Regions from separate parts of the Mus musculus genome. Here regions 1 and 3 are each linked to region 2. Evidence: chromatin contacts called from public Micro-C and promoter capture Hi-C data. All regions are on one chromosome and are shown on one strand. The core of a region is the stretch at or near the end of the contact, and the rest is flanking DNA. Distances in the headings are between cores, read along the strand shown. Region 1 has its middle 34 kb from the start of Gm43868. Region 2 holds the start of Cpne9 (copine family member IX). Region 3 overlaps Irak2 (interleukin-1 receptor-associated kinase 2).

Region 1 (3,883 bases), core at 1,292-3,791, 270 kb before region 2:
CTAGGGCCTCTGTAAAAGGGTTATTAGATGCCCTCCCCCCAAAAGGAGGCATAACCCACAGGTTAGAGGCTAAGCATCCACAAGCCCTCTCACTGTCTGGTGGTGAATGTAATGGTAACTGCTAAGGATGTCGAGCGGATGCCCACTCTGTCAGAGAAACTTCAGGGGAGCCAGTATGGGAGGAGAATGCAGTTGGGGCAGGGTAATGTTTGGGGTGTTGAATGGGTTACAGAACACCCCAAACCCTATAGTTGGTGAGTAGTGGAGGATCCTCAGCAGAGGAGATCTTTATCTTAGTCTGTTTTAAGCTGTTGAAACAATGTTACAGACTGAGTAATTTATTAACAGTGGAAGCTCATTTGCCTCAGGGTTCCAGACTAAAAAGACCACGATAAAGGGTTGCATCCCAAGAAAGCTGCTGGGGTCATAACTTGGCAGAAGACATTGCATGGCAACGGAGGGAGAGAGAGAGGACACAGGAAGCTGGACATACTCTTACATTCATCCATTCATGGGCGTTCATTTCCTAATCACTTCTTAAAGGTCCCACCACTGATTCTTGAAATGATCTGACTTTATTTTATGTGTATGGGTGTTTTGCCTGCATATATGTCTGTACACCATATGTGTGCAATGCCCATAGAGGTCAGAAGTCATTGGATCCCTAAGAACTAGAGTTATGCATGGTTGTGAGCAGCTATTCGGGGTCAGGGAGCCTGAATCTTGGTCCTCTGAAAGAGCAGCCAATGCTTTTAACCACTGAGGCATCTCTAAAACTTGAGTTTTAGATAGATTATTTCAATCATAGCAGCGATGGTGGCTTTCTTACTGATGTTATATTAAAAGATCACAAGTCACTGTGTTCCAGAATTGCTCTGAGAAGTGGACTGTTAGCTGTATTAAAGTTTTGACACCTGTGTGTCTAGCCAAGTGTCCAGACCTCCCTCCATTCATTTGACAAACTTTACTGAGCCAGACACCAGGGCAGGGTGCTAAAAGCAGCTGTGAGCATTGAGGTTTGAGTCTTGGCTGTCAAGAAGTGAACTGAGGAGCAGAGAAGACGGGTCACCAGCAGCTTAGCTGTCTAAGAAGAAAGTTGGAATGTGTGCCCCTTAACTTGTACTTTCTATTGATAGACAGATGGTTTATTTTCTGAGGTAGCCATGGCTGAACTCCATTCATAAAAGTGTATCCCTTGAAAATGCTTTGCTTTTGAGAGAAACACGAGATTCCCTTTTAAAGATAACTCCCACTATCAATAACTTGTAATACTATAATAATACTATAATAATAAATAATAATAATAAGTCATGCCAAAGTGCATGTGAGGTCAGAGGACAACTTGTAGGAATAGGTTCTCTTCTTCAGGTGGAACCCAGGCATCACACTCAGGAGTCAGGCTTAGCGGCTCCTCTACCCACTGAGCCATCTTGCTGCCCCTCCCTGGCCTCATTAACATACATGTGCTGTACATAACAATGGGTTTCATTCTGACATCTTCATCCATGTTCATAATGTGTTTTGATCACAGTCACCTCCATCACCCTCTCTTGTCCCCTTCTCATGGATCCCCTTCCTCTTTCCTGTAGCCCAAAGCTTACAGTCCCTCTTCTGCTTCGATGTGGGGGTGGGGCAGAACCCCAGTATGTTCAATCAATCAGGCTCGCATAATTACAGCAATATGGATGAAGGATTGTTTACAGCTCATGAGCACATGAGCATCTTACCAGTGGTTATGCACTGAAGAAAATGCCTCTGTACCCCCCAGCAACCATGAACTGCCTGATGGGCCTCCTGAGTCTCTCCCCTCTCCATGAGAGCATGTTGGTAGGCCCCACCTTATACTGGTCTTATGTCAATAATCACAGCTGAACAGTGAGAAATTGTTCTTTAAAAAAAAAAGCCTCTATGTATTGTCAGTCAATAACAATCAAACACAGATTGGAGAAAGGAAAACAGAAATGAATGGCTTAAATTGTGTCTATTATCAAAAAGCCGTCTCAACAGACTCCCAAGGTCAAATTCCTCTTTGTGTAATGCAGTTCTGCACTGTCACATATCTCACAAAAGTGGGTCACCAGCTACAGCCAAAAGCTGGGTTGGTTGCTTTGTTGGTTGGTTGTTTTGGTTGTTGCATTGTTGTTGTTGGGTTTTGGGTTTTGGGGGGGGTGGTGGTGGTATTTCTTTTCTTTTTTAATGTGTGGTAATTTTCCCTATAGTTTTAGAAGTTGGATTTTAAAGTCAAACCGATACTTTTGTTCTTCTGAAGGAATGCATCAGATACATTTGTTTCAAAGCCTGCCTTGCAAGCAATTGATTCCATCCTTTTGATTCCATCCTTGTTCCGCCTCTTCACTACCTCTTTACTACCCCACTCAGCGTCTTAAGGAAGAGAGAAGGCTGCAGAAAGCTTGTTTTGTTTTGGCTTTTTTTTTTTTTTTTTTTTTTTTGGCCTGAGAAACTGGGACTCCCCTGCCTTTCAGAGCACAAAGGTCTATTCTTTGAGGCAAGGGGCCAGGGAGGCGGCGTAATTGAATTTTGTAGGCCACTGTGTACTTCCTTCTTCCTCTCTCCTGCCAAATCAAGGCTCATAGCAATCCCAGTGGACCTTGAGGGGCAGTCCTCCATGAAAAAGTGAAAGCAGTCGAGGAAAAAGAAAAGGGGCCAGCCAGAAGCAGCCCTTCTGAGAGGCTGGGGAACGCTCATTATAGTTGAATGAGCCCATGAAAAGGGCTTTTTCTGAGCAGCCTTGATGGGGCCACTGGCTTGGTCCCATTGTAAATTCCATCTGTGTGCTATCACTTCCTGACCCAGAAACGGGAGAGAGGTTTTGGCCACACATTTCCCTAAGGAGATGTGCCAGGCAGGCTACACGAGGCTTACAGGCTCCCAGAGATGAAGTATATAAAGCTTTAAGATCATGTTGGCCTGTAATGAATTCCTTTTCCAAATTTACTTACTAAAGGGTCTGTTTCTCACCCCCCAGTTTCCTTTCAGAAACTGGAGCCTAAGTGAAGCGAAATACAATTGGAATCGCTGCAAGGAAACTTCTGGAGGGAAACAAACTACCTGGCTTCCTAGGAGGGGCTTCTAACGTGCAGATGCCTCCAAGCAGAAGCCAGTCACACGTCAAATGTACAGAGGGAACTGAGAGACTGAGGTGTAAATAAGAAAATCAAAATGGTGTGCAGTGGTGGTTCTCACACTGCGCCATGTTTGGGGACGCTCTGATAGACTGTGGTTCAATAATTTTGAGGTGGAGGCCTGAGAATGTGCATTTCTGTGTCTGTGGGGACTACATAGTAAAGGCCTCTGAGGCAGAGAGGGCTACCCCAAGCCTCAGCATCAAGCAAGACATGAGACTGAATCAAAGGTTCAAAAACATCTTACTCAGAGTCAGTAAACACATCGTGGTGCCCAGCTACAGACACAAGCTAGTGCTGTATATGGTCACGGGTCATGATGTTCCATCTCATACAGGTTTGATGTAATCAAATTTGACTAGAGAACAAAGCAGTTGTGCAAATCCATTTCTAGCCCTTATCCAAACAAGACAGCAAACATGTCACCAAGGTAAGGAACACCTCTAAGCTCTGGTCCTTATGGAAAGCCACGGAAGCTGGAAGTGGTACATCCTGATCCCTCCTACAGTCTACCCACTGTACTAGGCAGCTGAAATTATAATCACCTTATCTGGTTCATAGGCAGGCACCATCAATCACCACTGGCACAGGCCTCACCCCCAAGGCTGCCTGATTCCTTCCAGTCCAGCACCCTTTCTAAGGTGTTGGAACACGGTCCAGGGGTGGAGCCATATGAGAATTCTGAGTCTTGTAACTTCAGCGTCTTTAAAACGCAGATTTATTTCTGTGCTCCTCCTAGG
Region 2 (4,219 bases), core at 898-3,397:
CCTATTCCCCTCCTAGAGGGTAGGGTGTTCAGTCCTAGTCACTGCCTGTTAGCAGCTGAGACCTGTTGCCATATCTTGAGGGTCAGGGTGGGAGAGTGCCTCCTTACTAGCAGACCACAGGCTTGTGCCTCAGCTTGTTCTTAGAGGGTATGGGAACCAACAGGTGTTGGAGCAAATACCACCCTTCCCATCATCCCCAGAATGGCTGGTCATCCAGCAGGAAGCAGGAAGAGTCGGTGCCTCCAATAAAAGTTCTGTGTGGAAGAGTAGACTGAGAGCTGAAAGTTCATGTGGAAGGGGAGAGGGAGGCCATCCATATATTTGGAGTCTGGACCACATGCTAGATGCTGACTTCAAGCAGTTGAAAATTCAAGGATAGGCCACTTGGGATGATGCTGGATCTTGTCCTATGGTAATACATCATCTCTCGTCCTTCCCTACAGACTTACAGCTCTGAGTGACCGGGAGACAAGGCTGCAGGAGGTGCGGTCTGCCTTCTTGGCTGCATACAGCAGCACAGTGGGACTTCGAGCAGCAACCCCCAGTCCCTCTGGTGCCATCGGGGGCCTGCTAGAACAGTTTGCCCGTGGTGTTGGGCTCCGGGGCACAAGCACCAGCACCTTGTGAAGCTGACAGCCCACAGCCATTTCCCGCCCCTGTCTCAGCTGAGCCCTGTGGAATCAGGCCAGGCCTGGCAAAAGGGGCCCTGGAGAGCAGGGGAAATTTCCCATCCCCCTTCTCTGTTGCACACATGGCAGCCCCAAACCTGAGCAGGCCTGAGGATGGGACTTTCTACCTCCCAACCTCCTGACTGGTGACCACTCTCGCCACTCACTGCCTTCCACTGACCCTGGTGTTCAGATTACTGTCAACTCTCAGAATTGTGTTGGAGGGTACAGGGGCGTTCCCAGGGCCTCATGGAGATTATAATGTCAGCAAAACCCCATTCTGCAATTTTTGTTTCCTGGGAAGGAGAATCACCTGCACTGAAAATGAGGCAATTTCACACTAATCACAAAATAAAAGCAAGTTTTTTGAATGGCTTTTCATTAGCATTTCATCCGGTTGTGACCGTCGTTGAGCTGCTCGGAATCTTCACTGCCTGGCCTCGTGCTGAATGAAGGGTTGGAGTTTGGGGGAGTTACGAAGTAGGATTTATCTCTGTTCCTTCTTTGCTGGGGAAAGAAACCCGGGCTTGTGTTTATAAGCAAATAAATGCTCTACCACCAAGTCAAATTCTCAGTCCCCATCAGTCAGCGTAAGCCACGAGGAGTGGCATATAAACCCGTGAGACTGGGTTGGAAGGAGAGGTCAGCAGCTGAGTGGGTTCGACCACAACTACCTGTTCTGTGCAAGTTCTGCATATCCTCACTGGCTTGCTTTTTTTTTCTTCGAGAAGGGTTTCTCTGTGTAGCCCTGGCTGTCCTGGAACTCACTCTGTAGATCAGGCTGGCCTCAATCTCAGAAATCCGCCTGCCTCTGCCTCCCAAGTGCTGGGATTAAAGGCGTGCAACACCACGCCCGGCGGCTTTCATCTTTAGTTAAACCCTGAAGCGACAGTGCTCTGGGATAGGAGACCTGAGCCAATAGAGGGGCAGGCTTCTGGGCTGTGGAGGCAGCAGTGGACACGGCACAGGGAGGGGGCTGCTTGATTCAGAGCTCTTCACCATTCATTGATCCTCCTCTCGCACCCTGTACTGAGGATGGGCCCTAGGCCTTTGCATATAGTAGACCAGGTGCTGTGCCAATGAACTGTTCCCCAGAGCCCTGACCTAATAGGCCATCAATGTGAATACCCAGAGGTCACTAAGCCTATCTTAAAGTATGCCAGTAGCTGCCACTAGGGCCATAACCACTAATATTGAGTAACTTGCTCAAGGCCACACAAATATTAAGGGGGAAATGTAACTTCATATCCAGAGATCAAGATGGGTCGGGAAAGATGAGCGCTGCTCAGAATTGGCTACCAACTCCCACCTGCCAGCCCAATATTTCAGGACCATGGATAGTTCTAAGGTTTTCATTGCTCTGGTGTTTCCAGAGGATGTGTGGGCCAGAGTTGGGGTTTGAGTGAGTTTCCCCGACTAGCTCCAGGCTGCTCCAATGGGGCGGGGGCCGCCTGCAGGGCCGGGCGGGGCTGTGCTGCCATCTGGAGCCGCTGCTGCTGGTGGCCACTGTCAGGGCGCGAGCAGCGGAGCGCACACAAGGCTGGAGAGAGCCGCTGCCTCCGCACATGGGCCGGCCTCGCCACCGCCCCTAGCTTCGGCACCCGGGGTCTCGCAGCCCCTACGCGGCTTTGGCCATTGGACCAGTCATGTCTCTCAGCGGAGCCTCGGAGCGTAGCGTCCCGGCCACCAAGATTGAAATTACTGTGTCGTGCCGGTGAGCGGGCCGCGCTGGGGAGGGTTTAAGTACTGGCAATTCCCCAGCCTACCGCAGCTGCGGGTTCAGTGTGGGCAGGGGGCTAGACCACAGAGGGGACGACCAGGAGCGAGCAACAGAGAACTGAGGCTGAAGGCTGGAGTCACTGGCAGGATGAAAAAGGGGGTCTCCCTGGGCAGCCCCACCCAAGCCTACCGGCTCAAAAGGTGGGCTATGGGAATCGCTGAAGAGCTGGGCCACAAGGGACCAAAGTTCTGGGGCGAGCCGTAGTCCTGGACCCTTGGAGACAGTGCGGGCACATATAGAGCCATTTGTCAGAGATGTCTGATGTTGTCCTGAATGTTGGCAGTGTGGACCCCAACAGTCACTGGGAATAGTAATAAGGAGGGAATACAATTTGCACCCCACGTCTCCTCCAGGTGCCCAGTCAGTTCAGGACTGTGTCAAGGTGGTGAGCGCCAGAATGAGCTAGCCCTCTGTCCATCTGTTTGATGCTTTTCTCTAGGAATCTGCTAGACCTGGATACATTCTCCAAGTCGGACCCCAGTAAGCAGCTCCAGGGCCTGGAGGAGGAACCCGGGGTGTAGGAGCGGGTGGGGCGGTGAGGGGTGCGGGCCGACCTGACGAGCTCCCCTCCCCTGCCCTCACCCGCAGTGGTGGTGCTTCACACGCAGAGCCGGGCCAGCCAGGAGTGGCGGGAGGTGAGTCCCCGAGCCCCAGCCCAGCTCAGGGCCGCTCCCGGGAACCTCTAGCCCGACTGCACGCCTTGCGTTCATGCTCCGTCCTCCCACCCCTCCCTGCTGCCCAGTTCGGACGAACCGAGGTGATTGACAACACACTGAATCCAGACTTCGTGCGCAAATTCGTTCTCGACTATTTCTTTGAGGAAAAGCAAAATCTCCGCTTCGATGTGTGAGGCTCCTCCTAGAATCCTGTCTTACCCTCCACCCCCCTCCACCACCACCCCCCAACCTGGATCAGCCAGAATTCTGCCTGGTCTCGCCCCCACTTCACCTTGCTACCTGGCTCCTCCCCCTAGCCCAGGTCCTTCTAAGGCTTCACTGTTCTTAACCCCGCCCCCCACACCCAAGTTGGCGCCTCCTTATGCAGAATCCATCCAGTTCCCTCCCCAAACCAGGCCCTGCCCACAACCCTGCCTTCTAATTTAGCTCCACCTTGGCCTCAGGCGCCCTCCCATGCTACTCCATTCCCATCAAGCCTCCTCCTGGGCTTCACCTTACGCATGACCCTCTCCCCTGGCACACACGTCCCAAACCACACCCAAGTTGAGTTGGTGTCCACTACCCCTCTCTCTACCTACAATCTTAACCAAGACTAAACCTAACCTCTTCCAGACTTTCTCCCACCCAGTCCCACCCCACACTGGTTCCACTCTCTTCCCAGGTACAACGTCGACTCTAAAGCCAATATCTCCAAACCGGTAAGCCAGCCGTCGCTGGCAGGTTGCTTGGGCACATAGAGGCTAACCTGTCAAAGGACTTCCCTAAACACCTCCTCCCTCCCCACCCCTCACGCACCCACCAGCCCTTCTTAGATCCTGGCCCCTCTGGCCTACCAGCCCCCACCCCAATTCCTTCCCCTGCCTGCTCTGGCCTTATTCGCTTCCTTTCTTCCTTCCCTGCCTGCCTCCCGGGACCTGCAGAAGGTGAGGCTGCAGTAGACTGCACCGGAAAGAGTTTGGTTGGGAGATGCTCAAGAAACAAAACACGTGGGGCTGTCATTTACACTTCGGAGTTAACTTGGTCAAAAGCAGCAGCTTCACCAGGGTAGGCTTGGGACTCCTTGCCCCTCCTGGACTCGCTGACTCCCTGTCTTG
Region 3 (3,900 bases), core at 781-3,280, 410 kb after region 2:
AAGAGAAGAAGAAGGAGGAAGAAGAGGAGAAGGAGGAGGATGGAGAGTAGGAGGATGGAGAGGAGGAGGAGGGAGAGGAGGAGGATGAAGAGGAGGAGGGAGAGGAGGAGGAAGAGGAAGAGAAAGAAGAGGAGGAGGAAGACGGGGAGTAGGAGGGGGAGGAGGAGGAGAAGGAGAAGAAGGAGGAGGAGGAGGAGGAGGAGGAGGAGGAGGAGGAGGAGGAGGAGGAGGAGGAGAAGAGAGTACTAACCACAGTGTAGTACAATCAGGCTTGAAAGATCCATGGCCTGCAAACTCTTTCAGATCTATCCACTGGGCTGCTCTGCCGTGCACCGGCTTATTTAGTTTTTGTGTATTGTGTGTGTTCTTGTACATGGAAGTTCCACAGGGACTTGTGAGAGTCAGTTCTTTCCTTCCACCGTGTGCATTCTGTGGATGGAACCTAGCTCCCTAGGCTCAGCAGGATGCACCTTTCTAGGGTGGACTCATCTTGCCTCTCCCTGCTTCAACTTTTATCTTTTAACAGGATCTCACACTGTAGCTCATGGTGGCCTTGAACTTGAGGCAGTTCTCCTGCCTCCATCTCCTAGGTTCTGGTATTATGAGTGTGAGCCGACACCTGCTTGTCTATTTTTCAGATGATAGCTCTTGGCTGGCTTTGAACTTCATACTTAGCATGGTGGCTATGAATTCCTGAAGCTGCACCCGCTTCTCAAATTCTAGGATTATAGGCTTCTTTTATCCCATTAGACTCTGATACTTTTATATTTATAAAAAAAAGTCCACAGCAGCTGGGTGTGGTGGCACACTGCTTTAATCTATCAGCACTTGGGAGGCAGAGGCAGGCAGATGTCTGTGGGTTCAAAGCCAGCCTTGTCTACAGAGTGAATTTCAGACAGCCAGGACTCTGTAGGAAGATACTATTAAAAAAAAAAAAAGGAAAGAAAGAAAGAAAAAGAATTATTGTGATTGTGTGCAAAATAAATGAATTCATATGGGATTTTAAAATTAAATTCAGAAGTAGAATGTGTGTGTGTGTGTATGTATGTATCCTTGTGTACATATATGTGTACATGTACATATGCCATGACACAGATGTCAAGGTCAAAGAATAACTTCTCCTTCTACCCTATGGGTCCTGGAACTCAGATTGTCAGTCTTGGCAGCAAGCACCTTTACCTACTGTGCTATCTCACCAGCCCATACACTGAGTTGTTTTGCAAGGCACAGAGGAATTGAAATGTTCTTATTCAGGGTGAGCAGTATGTATGGCGAGCAGGTCAGTGGCCTGGGATGCTGACCCAGCAGCTGAAGCCGCTGCTTAAGGCCAGCTCGGGCTACGGAGTGAGTTCAAAGCCTGGATGCAGTGTAAGGAGCTCCTAGCTCAGACGTGAGACAAGGGAGAAGGTCCCAATGTAGCTCCATGTAGCACGTTTGCCTGGTACCCCCGCCCCCAAGGCTCTGCAATCAACTCAAGGTCACAGACACTTGCCCACACCTGGCCCAGTCTTTGCCATCAGAAGTCTGGGGTGCAGTGATTGGACCGCCTGGGCTCACACATTCATCTGCAGCAGGCATTTGATTATAATTCCCAGGAGACCATGTGATGGCCTTCGGCCTTTGAAAGGACCGGCATGGACGCAAGACATTCCCAGACCAAGCACTCAGCACAAATGAGATTTATTTCCCCAGACCAGCAAGCAGGGGGTGAGGGGTGGGAGAGGTTATAAAAGTAGCAGCAGCAGCAACAGAAAGAAAAACAAGCAGACAAGAGAAGCAAGAGAGGGTGTTTCTGTGGGAGTGGGGGGTTTAAGGGATGTGTGTGGAGGGAGGGGGGAAATGTGTCTGCTAGGGTGGGTTGGTATATCCTGACTGAGCATATTAGCCACAAAATGAGTTTTGATAGTTGGACTTTGGTGTTTTGTCTTAGGAATGAATCAGTGACCAAATAAGGGAATAGCTTGAGGGCCAGCTTTAGGAATGTAATGGTTGTTAAGCAAGAGAGAGGAAACCGGGGTAAAAGGTCAAAACCTGTCTGCAGTGTTTGCTCTGCTGGGGGGAGGGGCTGGGTTTGCCTTGCGTGCTTATCTCTGCTAGAGCCCCTTCAGCTTTAGTGTCAGCGACTGATACGGCTGCTTGTCTGTCTCCTCCTCCAAGGCACGAGTCTCCCTGGCCGGGGTGGAGGAGCAACTCCGAGGGCAGCTGTCCCTTCCCTGGAGCAGGGTTTCTGAGGCCACAGGCTCATCTTCCAATACCCCGGAGGAAACAGATGACGTTGACAATTCCAGCCTCAGCGTCCCTTCTTTGGTTATGATGGCATCGTGCCCAGGGGCTGCCTCCTCTCCACTCTTCACGGGACATGGAGCAGCACAGCCATCCACCAGTGGGAGACAGGAGGCTGACTCCTCGTCAGAGGCTTGCACAGGCCCACAGACACCCCAGAACGGTAAGCTTGGGAGGGTGAGGTGCCCATGCTGAATCACTCCTGTGACCCTAACTTAGGCCATCCCTCCTCTCTTTTCCTAATTCATGGTTTTTGTTAGTAATTCAGGCATTCACTGCACAGTGGACACACAGAGAGGAAGTTCAGCACACCAGTGACTATTGTTTCCGACCACTCTCCTGCCTCTTAGACTTTCACACCTCCATCTTTGTACTGCGCCTTGGTCATACCTACTTCCCATTTGCTAGGACAGCTGTGTGGCGGTCCTCAGCTTTGTTCCACGCATGTCTCTGGCTCACTACTTCTTTTTTTTTATTTTATTTTGGTTTTTCAAGACAGGGTTTCTCTGTATAGCCCTGGCTGTCCTGGAACTCACTTTGTAGACCAGGCTGGCCTCGAACTCAGAAATCCGCCTGTTTCTGCCTCCCAAGTGCTGGGATTAAAGGTGTGCGCCACTACGCCCCGCTCTCACTACTTCTTCTTCCAGGATCCAGAGAGAGAGTGATATTTACTGAATTTTTTTAAGTTTAAAATCTGATTTTATGTGTATGGGTGTTCTGTCTCTGTGTATATCTGTGGAATGCATATGCACAGTACCTGAAGAGGCAAGACAGCCTGAAACTGGAGTTGCAGATGATTGTGAGCTAACATGTGGGTGCTGGGAATCGAACCTGAGTTCTTTGGACGACCAAGCAGTAAATGTTCTTAACTACTAAGCCATCTTTCCAGTCCCCAGATTTTAATTTTTTTGATGCATTTTTGCAGTACTGGACTGGATGTAGGGCCTCATTTTGTGTGTGTGTGTGTGTATACATATATGTATGTATGTATATATATATATATAATATTATATATTATTTACACACATAATATAGGATATATAATATATAATACTTCTATATATATATAAGTAATCTATTTTTTTTTTTAATTTTGAGAGATCATGTGTCTCGTGTAGCCTAAAATAATATGGACCTTCCTATATAGCTGAGGATGCCCTTGAACTCCTGATCCTCCTGCCTTCACCTCCCAGGTGCTGGGCTCACATGACTGGTAAAATGGCCAGCAGGTTAAAGGTGCTGACATCAAAGCCTGACAACCTGACTATGTATGAACCTGGTTTATCATACGGTAAAAGGAGAAGATTGATGCCCTGACTTCTACAAACACACCTTGTCATGTATGCACATGCCCACGTAGGTATATGTGTGCATGCACACATATACACACAGCAAAGGAAAAAAATAATTAAATAGTTTGAGACAGAGTTTCACCTGGGCTATCTCGTGAACCCTTGTCTATTTATTTTGGGATTGCAGGTATATGTGCCACTATGCCCTTCTAGAGTGGGTTATAAAAACACACTGCTTGGCACATACCTGTTGTACTTAAAACCACTTCTCTGGGCCCAGCAGGACCTTGTGTGGTCCCTCTTGCCTGCCTCTTTTTCCTTGCCA

The links. Promoter capture Hi-C pulls out the DNA fragments that hold promoters and counts their contacts. Hi-C and Micro-C count contacts between places; a contact is called where the count stands out from the background.
Region 1: a promoter capture Hi-C map of liver shows a contact between it and region 2. The contact joins the enhancer-like site here to the promoter of Cpne9 in region 2. A contact is called at or near these places in 7 of 39 promoter capture datasets (the 3T3-L1 cell line, the C10 cell line, the HPC-7 cell line and 3 more), 1 of 115 datasets of contacts at active chromatin or transcription factors (pancreatic cancer cells) and 1 of 9 other capture datasets (adipose tissue).
Region 3: a contact with region 2 is called in a Micro-C map of embryonic stem cells, with 1.9 times the contacts expected there. The contact joins the enhancer-like site here to the promoter of Cpne9 in region 2. A contact is called at or near these places in 6 of 39 promoter capture datasets (embryonic stem cells, liver, pre-B cells and 1 more), 1 of 484 Hi-C or Micro-C datasets (embryonic stem cells) and 2 of 115 datasets of contacts at active chromatin or transcription factors (embryonic stem cells and pancreatic cancer cells).

The regions. Positions count from the first base shown.
Region 1 is chr6:113,010,025-113,013,907 of GRCm38.p6, forward strand. No RefSeq gene overlaps it. Among named protein-coding and RNA genes, the nearest start is that of Gm43868, 34 kb to the right of the region's middle. Within about 2 kb of position 2,542, at least 140 of the 459 cell types and tissues checked have an H3K27ac peak or open chromatin away from gene starts, as enhancers often do. A contact at or near this core is called in adipose tissue and liver, where this site is marked.
Region 2 is chr6:113,280,160-113,284,378 of GRCm38.p6, forward strand. It overlaps Cpne9 (copine family member IX), which reads left to right and starts at 2,148. Exons shown (of 21, transcript NM_170673.3): 1 at 2,148-2,382; 2 at 2,888-2,928; 3 at 3,037-3,083; 4 at 3,191-3,294; 5 at 3,787-3,823; 6 at 4,046-4,048. The coding sequence starts at 2,315. It overlaps Mtmr14 (myotubularin related protein 14), which reads left to right. Exons shown (of 19, transcript NM_026849.2): 19 at 444-1,233. The coding sequence ends at 627.
Region 3 is chr6:113,688,626-113,692,525 of GRCm38.p6, forward strand. It overlaps Irak2 (interleukin-1 receptor-associated kinase 2), which reads left to right. Exons shown (of 13, transcript NM_172161.4): 12 at 2,158-2,446. Among named protein-coding and RNA genes, the nearest start is that of Tatdn2, 6.5 kb to the right of the region's middle. Within about 2 kb of position 2,031, at least 224 of the 459 cell types and tissues checked have an H3K27ac peak or open chromatin away from gene starts, as enhancers often do. A contact at or near this core is called in embryonic stem cells, liver and pancreatic cancer cells, where this site is marked.